2 separate regions of the Pan troglodytes genome follow, and region 2 is linked to region 1. The links are chromatin contacts, called in public Hi-C maps. All regions are on one chromosome and are shown on one strand. The core of a region is the stretch at or near the end of the contact, and the rest is flanking DNA. Distances in the headings are between cores, read along the strand shown. Region 1 holds the start of MBOAT1 (membrane bound O-acyltransferase domain containing 1). Region 2 holds the start of CDKAL1 (CDK5 regulatory subunit associated protein 1 like 1).

The links. Hi-C and Micro-C count contacts between places; a contact is called where the count stands out from the background.
Region 2: a Hi-C map of stem cell-derived neural progenitor cells shows a contact between it and region 1, with 2.5 times the contacts expected there. The contact joins the promoter of CDKAL1 here to the promoter of MBOAT1 in region 1. A contact is called at or near these places in 1 of 7 Hi-C or Micro-C datasets (stem cell-derived neural progenitor cells) and 1 of 1 datasets of contacts at active chromatin or transcription factors (stem cell-derived excitatory neurons).

What each region holds. Positions count from the first base shown.
Region 1 is chr5:26,157,985-26,162,545 of NHGRI_mPanTro3-v2.0_pri, reverse strand. MBOAT1 (membrane bound O-acyltransferase domain containing 1) reads left to right here and starts at 2,670. Exons shown (of 13, transcript XM_009450581.4): 1 at 2,670-3,515. The coding sequence starts at 3,417.
Region 2 is chr5:26,479,020-26,483,570 of NHGRI_mPanTro3-v2.0_pri, reverse strand. CDKAL1 (CDK5 regulatory subunit associated protein 1 like 1) reads right to left here and starts at 3,216. Exons shown (of 16, transcript XM_016954980.3): 1 at 3,061-3,216; 2 at 2,241-2,284.

The DNA of each region.
Region 1 (4,561 bases), core at 1,421-3,920:
CTTGGAAAATACGTCGGGTAGGCAGGTTGCAATATATGATCCAAGCAAACACACATCAGTTGAGCTAAAACATGAAGGAATGGATCATTGATTGAAAAACATAAATTACCTGAAGTTTTGTGGATGATGCTTAAAGAAACTGCTCAAAAAACAGTGGTGATACCTATCATGGGTCAATTTTGACCATTCTTCAGATCAGCTCTCAAATGTTAAGCCTGGAATTTAATGTCCTATGCAGGCAACAATTTCTGCTATTTTCCTGAAGGAAAATAGTATTATACTCCTAGTATAATAAAAAGTATAATAAAAAGATTTCTGTATAGTTAAAAAGAACAGTAGAATACCCAAGTTTGAACCCTACACTTGCTGTTTACTAAATGGATAAGCTAGCTGCAATTTATTAGAAACAGTATTCATTTGAATAAAAATTGAGATGACATAATAATACAAATGATAATAACACCTGCCCTTCCAACTTCATAGAGTTGTTGGGAGGATCAAAGGGGATAAGTGAGTGTGCTCTGTGAATATATAGTATCATTACATTAATATGTAGTATTATTAAAATGGTAATTCTTTTTTTACATGGGTTATATCATTTCAGATGGCTTAAATTTAGTTTTATTGGTGATTGTTTTTGGTTGAATATAGACTGAAGGTATCATTAGAGTTTTATCTCCTTGAAGGATTATACCTTTGTAAACCTTGAGGATGTATTTAATTCAGTTTTGTTCTTTGATTATCAGTTATGTTGTTTGATTTGATTTGGTATGTGAAGTAGGAAGTATGGAAAGTGCCTCTGAATATCCATGATACAATGGCATGGAGTTTATTTACTTAAAATCAAAATACTTCACTTCTTTAGGAACTCCTTAGGCACTCTGCCAAAGCCTAGTGACTCTACAGCAGTTTGTAGAGTTTTTATTAGTCCATGGTAACATGCAGCCCTTCCCAATGTGCTAGAATCTTTTTCAGGTCTTTTTGTGCCTGGCTTTAATTTTTTGACCTGTCTTCAGGATGTGCAGTGGATCTCCTGGATAATGTCACATTCTGACCATGGTTCCATAAGGAAGATTTATAAAACTGACCTTGATATCAAGCCTCACTCTACTGCAAATAGAAAACAGGAGAGACAGCGTGTCTGTGGCATCACCCCTACCACCTCATTTTCAATGGTAAATGTAATGTCTCGTCTACAAAAATGACAAGGTTGTATCAGGTGTGTGGGCTGGCCTCTTGATAAAGAGAAAAATACTATGTTTTAGAGGAGGCAATGCATAATGAATAAAGAGCCCAGGCTCTGGAATCAGACAGACACGTTTTACTTAACCTCCCTAAATACAACCAAGTCACTTAAGCTCCCTTAATAGATTCGAAACCTGGGGTTAAGAAAAAAACCTGTGTAAGGCTAATATATGTATATATTTTACATATACATATATACATATGTATATATCAAACCTGTGTAATATATATATAAAAACTGTGTAATATATGTATATATAAACCTGTGTAAGGCTAATATATGTACATATAAAACTTTACATATATAAATATATTTATATATGATTATATAAATTAATATATTTATAATAAATATATATACACACGCACACACACACATATATATATATGGCCTATGTGAGGACTATTCTTTGAAGTCTAAAAGGCATAGCTTTGTGAAAATTATAAAGGGTTTGAGGCACTTGCTCCAGAAATACTTCCCAAACTGACCTACTTCTGTTTTCCAGCAACTCAAATCTGAGTGTTGATTTTTTTTTCCTTTTAAACAAAGCTCCGTCTGCTCTCATATACCTCACTTCAGCTGTCATCTAGCTCCAGATAAGATGAATGTTGCTCCAATGCTGGTCATTTTCCAGGACTCTATGATATTAAACGAACCTATCTAGCCTAGTGATCCTCAAGTATACGCCTGTGTGCGTGTGTGCATGTGTCTGTCTGTCTGTCTGTAGTGTGGGTTTGCTTGTGAGTGGTAGAGATTATCATCTGGTGGTGACATCTCCATTCGGTTAGCTTGTGGGAGTGGTGGTACAGACTTTTTTTTTTCCTCCTCCACAGGGGACATAGGTTGAGAAACTCTGGCCTGGCAATTTAATGCTCAGTGCAGTTTGATGGTGATAAAACTCCTGAAGAAGGCAAGAGTGAGGCCTGAGTCTTGGAGAGTAAGGTGTTGCCAGTGCCTGACAGGCCTTCGGTTTAATTTGAAGCTGGAGGCCACATTGATAAAGTCTGCCCCGAAAGTCATTGCCCGTCTGATCGAATGCCGGTTTACCCAGCGGAGGCTGGGGGCCACGTGAGCTCACTTTCTTTGGTTTTCTACCCAGCAGCCCAGAATATTACCTTCCAGAAACCCTTTTTCATCAGCTAGCGATTCCTGAAAAGGATCTTCAAGATTTTTATGTTTCTCAGAACCTAGCAATAACTTGGAAAAGTTTTCCAAGTAACATTGATGTGTGGGTGTCTGGGGGCAGACAAGTTAAGGAGCAAGGCACCCTTTTTGAGGACCCGTGGCATGCAAATGACTTATCAGAATGCACATAGTATGACAGTAAACACCGTTTCTTACAGAGGTGAAATAATTCTCACTCCACAGAGACGGAAGTGACCCGAAGCTAGCAGTCCCCTGTATTTGCTTGTGTGACACAGAACATGTCAGATCAGGGTGTAGGAAACTATGCCTAGCGCAGAGGAGGGTAAAGGAAGTAGGGAGTCTGGTGGCTGCGGCGCTCGCTAGCAGCGCAGGGTCTCTCCAGCTTCCAGCCACCGGCAGAGGAACCCTCTACGGCTTGAAAGGGAAACGCAGCCACTCAGCCACTTCGACTGCGGCGGCGAAACCAAAACAGGGTGGGGCGGGGTGGGTGGTGCTCTCTAGTGGAAGGCGCCCGCTGGGTGAGGTCGTTTTGTCTGGCGGGGGGCTAGGACGGTCAGCCCGGGAGGAGGAAAGGCGCGTCCCGCCTCCAGCTGCAGGGCCAGGCGGCGGCGCCCGCTGGCGTCGCTTTCCCTCTCCCGGTCGGCCTCGGTGCAGGCCAGGCTGGGCGGGCCGGGCGGCGCTTGGGGGCCGGGCTCGGAGTCCCCACTTTTCCTCCCTCCTTCCCTCCTCTCGGGGCCGTCCCGAGCGGCCGGGCCAATGGGCGCGGAGAGGAAGGGAGCGGGAAGCGGGGCGCCTTGGGCCCGGCCCTCCTACGGCGCCCGTGGCTGCAGCGCCAGCGCCAACGCCAAGTTTGCGCCTCGAGAGTTTGCGCCGGTTCGCATTCCCCGGCCTCCCGTTCGCTCCCCCGCGAACCAGGCGGCCGTGCGCCTCTCGGGGCAACCACCCAAGAGCACCCGGGCGGGAGGACGCCGAGCGGGGGGTGTTGCGGGCTGGGACCGGGGCAGCCACCTCCCGAAGATGCAGGATGGCAGCAGAGCCGCAGCCGTCCAGCCTTTCCTACCGCACCACGGGCTCCACCTGCCTGCACCCGCTCAGCGAGCTCCTGGGCATCCCGCTGGACCAGGTAACTGCGGGTCGGGAGCGCAGCGACCCCAGCTCCCCAGCGATCGCTTGCATGGGGCGGGCGAAAGTGTTAGCCACCGTCCCTCCGCCTCCATGGCGTATTTTACAGCCACACACTAGACAGTTGGTTTTTTTTTGTGTGTGTGTGTGTGTGTGTTTTCCCTTCTTGAGTTGGTGTTAGTGTTTTTCTCCTTGTGAGTGTGAAAAAATATTGGTACAGCCTGCGCGGCAAGTTCTACTGAACTTTTTTTTCTTTAAGTTTGGGATTGCCTCGTTTCCTGTAATCAAGTTCTGAAGTAGTCTGATACATGAAACCAGTGTTTCTTTCATCAGTGTCCTCAAGTCGTTATTGTTTTTAATTTAGATGACCCTACTTAAAAAATAAGCGCGATGAATCTGTAGACTGTAGTCTATAGATTTTGAATGCGAGACCTGGGTTTTAGACTTCTGCGGCGAGGCTTGTTCAGGGGTGACAGTTATTTTGTACCGTGTGTGATGCGGGACACACAGGGACACTTTGGTTTTCCCAGGGTTCGGTTGGCTCATATGCCTGGGGCTGGAGCTTCTGAGTAGGACAGGTTAGGGGGAGGAGAGGGGCCCCAGTGAAGTTATTTGAACTGTCCAGGAATTATCTACAACCATTAAAATTAAAAATGGCAACAACAGTGATTCCTGGCAAGAAACCTTCCTGAAGATGAAGCCCGTCTTACTCATTTCCTTGTCTCTTCAGGTGCTGCAGGCTAGATCTGCGGGATACTTAGTAGTGACCCAATCAGTAAATGTTGATTTAAATAGAATTGGGCAGGGCATGCTGGGGGAGGACCCACTGCGCTCCTGTTTTGTTTCATGCTTTTTTGCCTGGTTTTCTTCCCCTTCCTCTCACCGGTGCTCCTTTTCCTTTCCTTTTAACAAGAGCACACCTGCTGCCCTTTGCGCACACCCCTTCAGCAATGAGAAAGTGAGACCTGGACATTTGCCTTATTCGGGTCCTGTTTACTGAGCCACCCTCATACCTGGCTCACTCTGAGGACCTGACTGAGAACTCCA
Region 2 (4,551 bases), core at 1,967-4,466, 320 kb before region 1:
GGAACGCTTTTTTTTTTTTTTTTTTTGTAATTATGAGACAGAGTTTCACTCTTGCTGCCCAGGCTGGAGTGCAATGGCACGATCTCGGCTCACTGCAACCTGTGCCTCTTGGGTTCAAGCAATTCTCCTGCCTCAGCCTCCCAAGTAGCTGGGATTACAGGCACCTGCCACCACGCCCAGCTAATTTTGTATTTTTAGTAGAGACAGGGTTTCACCATGTTGGTCAGGCTGGTCTTGAACTCCCAACCTCAGGTGATCCACCTGCCTTGGCCTCCCAAAGTGCTGGGATTACAGGCGTGAGCCACTGCACCCAGCGGGAAGCTTTTTATCATAGCAAATCTCCAGGTTCCATTCTGAATTAGAATCTCCAAGAGTAGAACTGAAGTATGTGAACACAGAAACTGTCCAGGTAATTCCACTATAGATCCCTAATTAAGAACCACGATTCCACAGTAATGGTTCTCAATCTTCAACACTCATTCTATTCACCTGAAGAGCTTCTGAAAATTCCCAACTAAGCTTGCAGTGAGCCGAGATCACGCCACTGCACTCCAGCCTGGGCGACAGAGCAAGACTCTGTCTCAAAACAAAAACAAAAACAAAAGAAAAAAAAAGAAAATTCCCAACTAAGCCCCAAGATAGCTGAATGAATCTCTGAGAATGGAGCCTGGGCATCAATATCTTTTAAAAACTTTCCAGTCATTCTTATGTGTACAGCCACAGTTGCAAAGCAATGTCCAGTGGTTTTCAAAGTGTAGTTTCCACATCAGCTGGAGTAGCACCATGGGGAACTTGTTAGAAATGAACATTTTTTCTTTTTCAATTTTTTTGTAAAAACAAGGTCTCGCTTTGTTGTCCAGGCTGGTCTCAAACTCCTCCCATCTTGGCCCCTAAAGTATGGGATTACAGGCATGAGCCACCATGCCCAGCCAGAAATGAAAATTCTTGAACTCCACTCCAGACATACTAAATCAGATATTTTGAGTAAAACCTAGCAATATTTAACAGGCCCTCTAGGTGATTTTGATCTGAATTAAAGTTTGATAATCACGGTCCCAGAATTATTCTTTCATAAAAACCACCTAGAATGTATGTCAAATATACATAACCTAGACAATTCAACGGGGAAAGCATAGTTTTTTTTTCAACAAATGACGCTGGGATAACTGGATAGCAACATGTAAAAAATAAAGTTGGAGCCCTATTTCACATCATATACAAAAATTAACCGAAAATGGATCATAGACCTAAATTTAGGAGCTAACATTATGAAACTCTTAGAAAAAAACATAAGCACAAATCTTTATGATGTTAGAGTAGGCCCTTCTTTCTTAGCTAAGAAACGAAAAGCACAAGCAACAAAAGGAAAAACAGATTAGATGAAGAAGATACAGAAATGGGCCAGGTGCAGAGGCTCATGCCTATAATCCCAACACTGGGAAGCCAAGGTGGCAGGATCACTTCAGGCCAGAGTACAAGGCCAGAGCCTAGGCAACACGGACCCTATCGCTACAAAAAAAAAAAAAAAAAAAGTAAAATTTAGCTGGGCATGGTGGCATGCACCTGTAGTCCCAGCTACTTGGGAGGCTGAAGTGGGATCACTTGAGACCAGGTGGTCAAGGCTGCAGTGAGCCGTAATCGAGCCACTGCACTCTGGCCTGGGTGGCATAGGGAAGCCGTGTCTCAAAAACACACACATACAAATGGCTGATAAGCACATGAAAAGATGTCAACATCATGAGCCATCAGGGAAACGGAAATCCAAACCACAATAATACACCACTTCATACCCATTAGGATGGGTAGAATCAAAAAGAGAAATAACTGTTGACAGGCATGTGGATTACATCACCCAGAGGGGAAGAAAAAGAGAACAGAGGTAGGAGAAGGTACAAGACCACGACTTGAGAGACTCCAAATTTAACTGCCAGATAAAGGAAAATCAGCTTATAATGGATTCCAAGAAGCAGCCACCAGACAAGGAAAAAAATCCATGGGCCATGGAAGGCAAATGAAAAGGGCATCTCAAAAAAGTGGACATGGTCAATGCTGGTGAATGAAAATGAAAGGTTAAGTAAAATAAATGAAAATATCTCTTCGATTTAATGCTATGTAAAGCACAATGTTTCCATAACACGATAGTGGCAAATAGCTAAAACATTAGGCTACCTCTCTGCATTTTCTAACATGCAAAAATACGCACAGCACTCAAACATAAAAGGTTTAAAATAAATCAGTACCTTAATTATCTGCAATTAGTCTAAAGTCCTCTTGAAAGATGAGTCTGGAAAATAAAAATTGATTAGGAAAAGCAAGCACCCAAAAAGTTCACAAAACCACTGTAAGGATTCTTTACTTAAAAGGAATCAGACTCCATAAAAGACTGCTTTATACAGCAGGATTAATGATGCTCCATACTACTTGTAACTTCTTACTGATTACAACAGGTTTGCTGACATCTGCCGTGACTGTGATCCAGTGTCTGGCTTTAGTAATAAATGTTGTATTCAGCACCGCAACACGTCTGCATAGTGCGAGTAACCAACCACTACAAAACAGGATTAAGTCAATAAGGTAGGTAGACATCCAGATCACGTTCCATCCGAAAGATAACTGTCGTCCCGAGATTCAGAAAAAGGTTTTATGAGCAAATAAGAACGAAAAGTGAAAAAGCAAGACACCTGCTTTTCTCAATAACTTCTGCTTAAATTCTTAACATACTGATCTGGGAAAGCTATGTAACTGCGAAAGCCTTGTCACATCTACAAATTCACTAAGGTATAAAGTGGGAGAACAAATGAAGTTAAACCTGACAATAAGGAACGAGGTGCCTAAAATACTCCTAACTGGAGAGCGGCACCTGAGGCCAACGACCCTATCCTCGCTCCTGGAAGCCCCATCTGCCTCCCAATTCCCCCATCCCAGCTGGCAAATCCCCTTTTAACTGCGAAACAAATTTGCAAACAGCCCAAGAAAAACTGAAACTGGAGAAACAAGGCTTGGCCATAAAAGGAGCTGTGGCCACACTCTGCCCCACATGGACCCATCGGCCACCCTTACCCAGAAGTCTGGAAGTAAAAACCAGTCCAAAGTGAGAAAATCAACCCGCCACTCTCCGGAAGCTGCACAGACTTTAGATGGAGAGCGCCATGACACATACGTCCCGCCACGTTTATTTACGCATGCTCAGCGACGGTGGCCCGAAGAGATCAAATTACATCATTGCTGAAAGCGCTAGTTCTGGTTTAACTTAGTTTAGGAATGACTACGCTTCAAGTTCCTTTGATTCCAAGAACTAAAATAACAACCCTGAGTCCTCGGGTTCCTAGAAATGCTTAATAGCCAACTTCTCCTAAGCTTTTATGTGTTAGACACTGTGCTAAGTACTTTGCATAAATATTATTTCACTATTTATTTATTATTATTATTATTCCTAGTTTACAAAAGAGGACACTGGAAGTTTAAGGACTTAATCTAAGTTACTCTACTAGTCGTGCTGCGCTCTGGGCTGGATCCGATACTGTCTGACTCCCAAAGAACTTGCTCTTTTCACTGTTTTACTAGCCTCCTCAATCATTTGTGAAAAGAGGTCTCTTCTTTAATATTTAAAAAACAGGAAGGAAAGGATAAAGGTCAGTTGGTAGGTTTCACTTAATATACATCATTGAGCACCACACAAGTGTTTTTGTTTTTTGTTTTGGAAAACTTAGATGGCAGTTTAGCAGACACCTATGGAAAGAAAATACTTTTATGGAGTACGGATTCTCACCCGCTTTCTCTACATATGTTATCTCACTTTACTATTCGTTACCCAAGACACTGTATTTGACCATGTGTTTACCAGAAGAATATCTTTACTTGAAAAAGTAAAGGTAATAGGAGGCAATAGGCCATGAAGAAGGGTCAGAAATCGTGAGTTTTATGCCTGACTTAGGGTTTCATAGTGATTTGGGGCAATTACTTTGTTTTGCAAATGCCTTTCCTAGTACAATTTCATCTAATTAAAATGCCATCCATCTACTCAAGAGGCTGATGTGGGAGGATCACTTGAGCTCAGAAGTTTGAAAACAGCCTGGGCAACACAGTGAGACCCAGTCTCTAAAATAGATTAAAAAAAAAAAAAAAAACACCCTTTTCTCTGTTTATCCATATCCATAAAATAATCTAAACTGTGCCCTGGGGTCCACTGTTGTCTTTACCCACCTAAATTAAAATTGTGTATTTATGTTGCCCTACTTTTTTTTTTTTTTTTTTTTTTTTAGATAGGGTCTTCTTCTGTCACCCAGGCTGGATTACAGTGTTACCATCACAGCTCACTGCAACCTCTCCCTCCTAGCCTCAAGAGATTCTCATGCCTTAGCCTCCCAAGTAGCTGGGACTACAGGTGCACACCACCATACCCATCTAATTCCATTTCTTTCACTAGACCAAAAGTAGGCCCTGGGTTATCTTCTTGGTTGTAATCGCACTACCTAGCACATAACCTTGTGCCTATGTTTATAGCTTCTCAATAAACATATGTTGAATGAATGAATGAATGAATGACTCCAC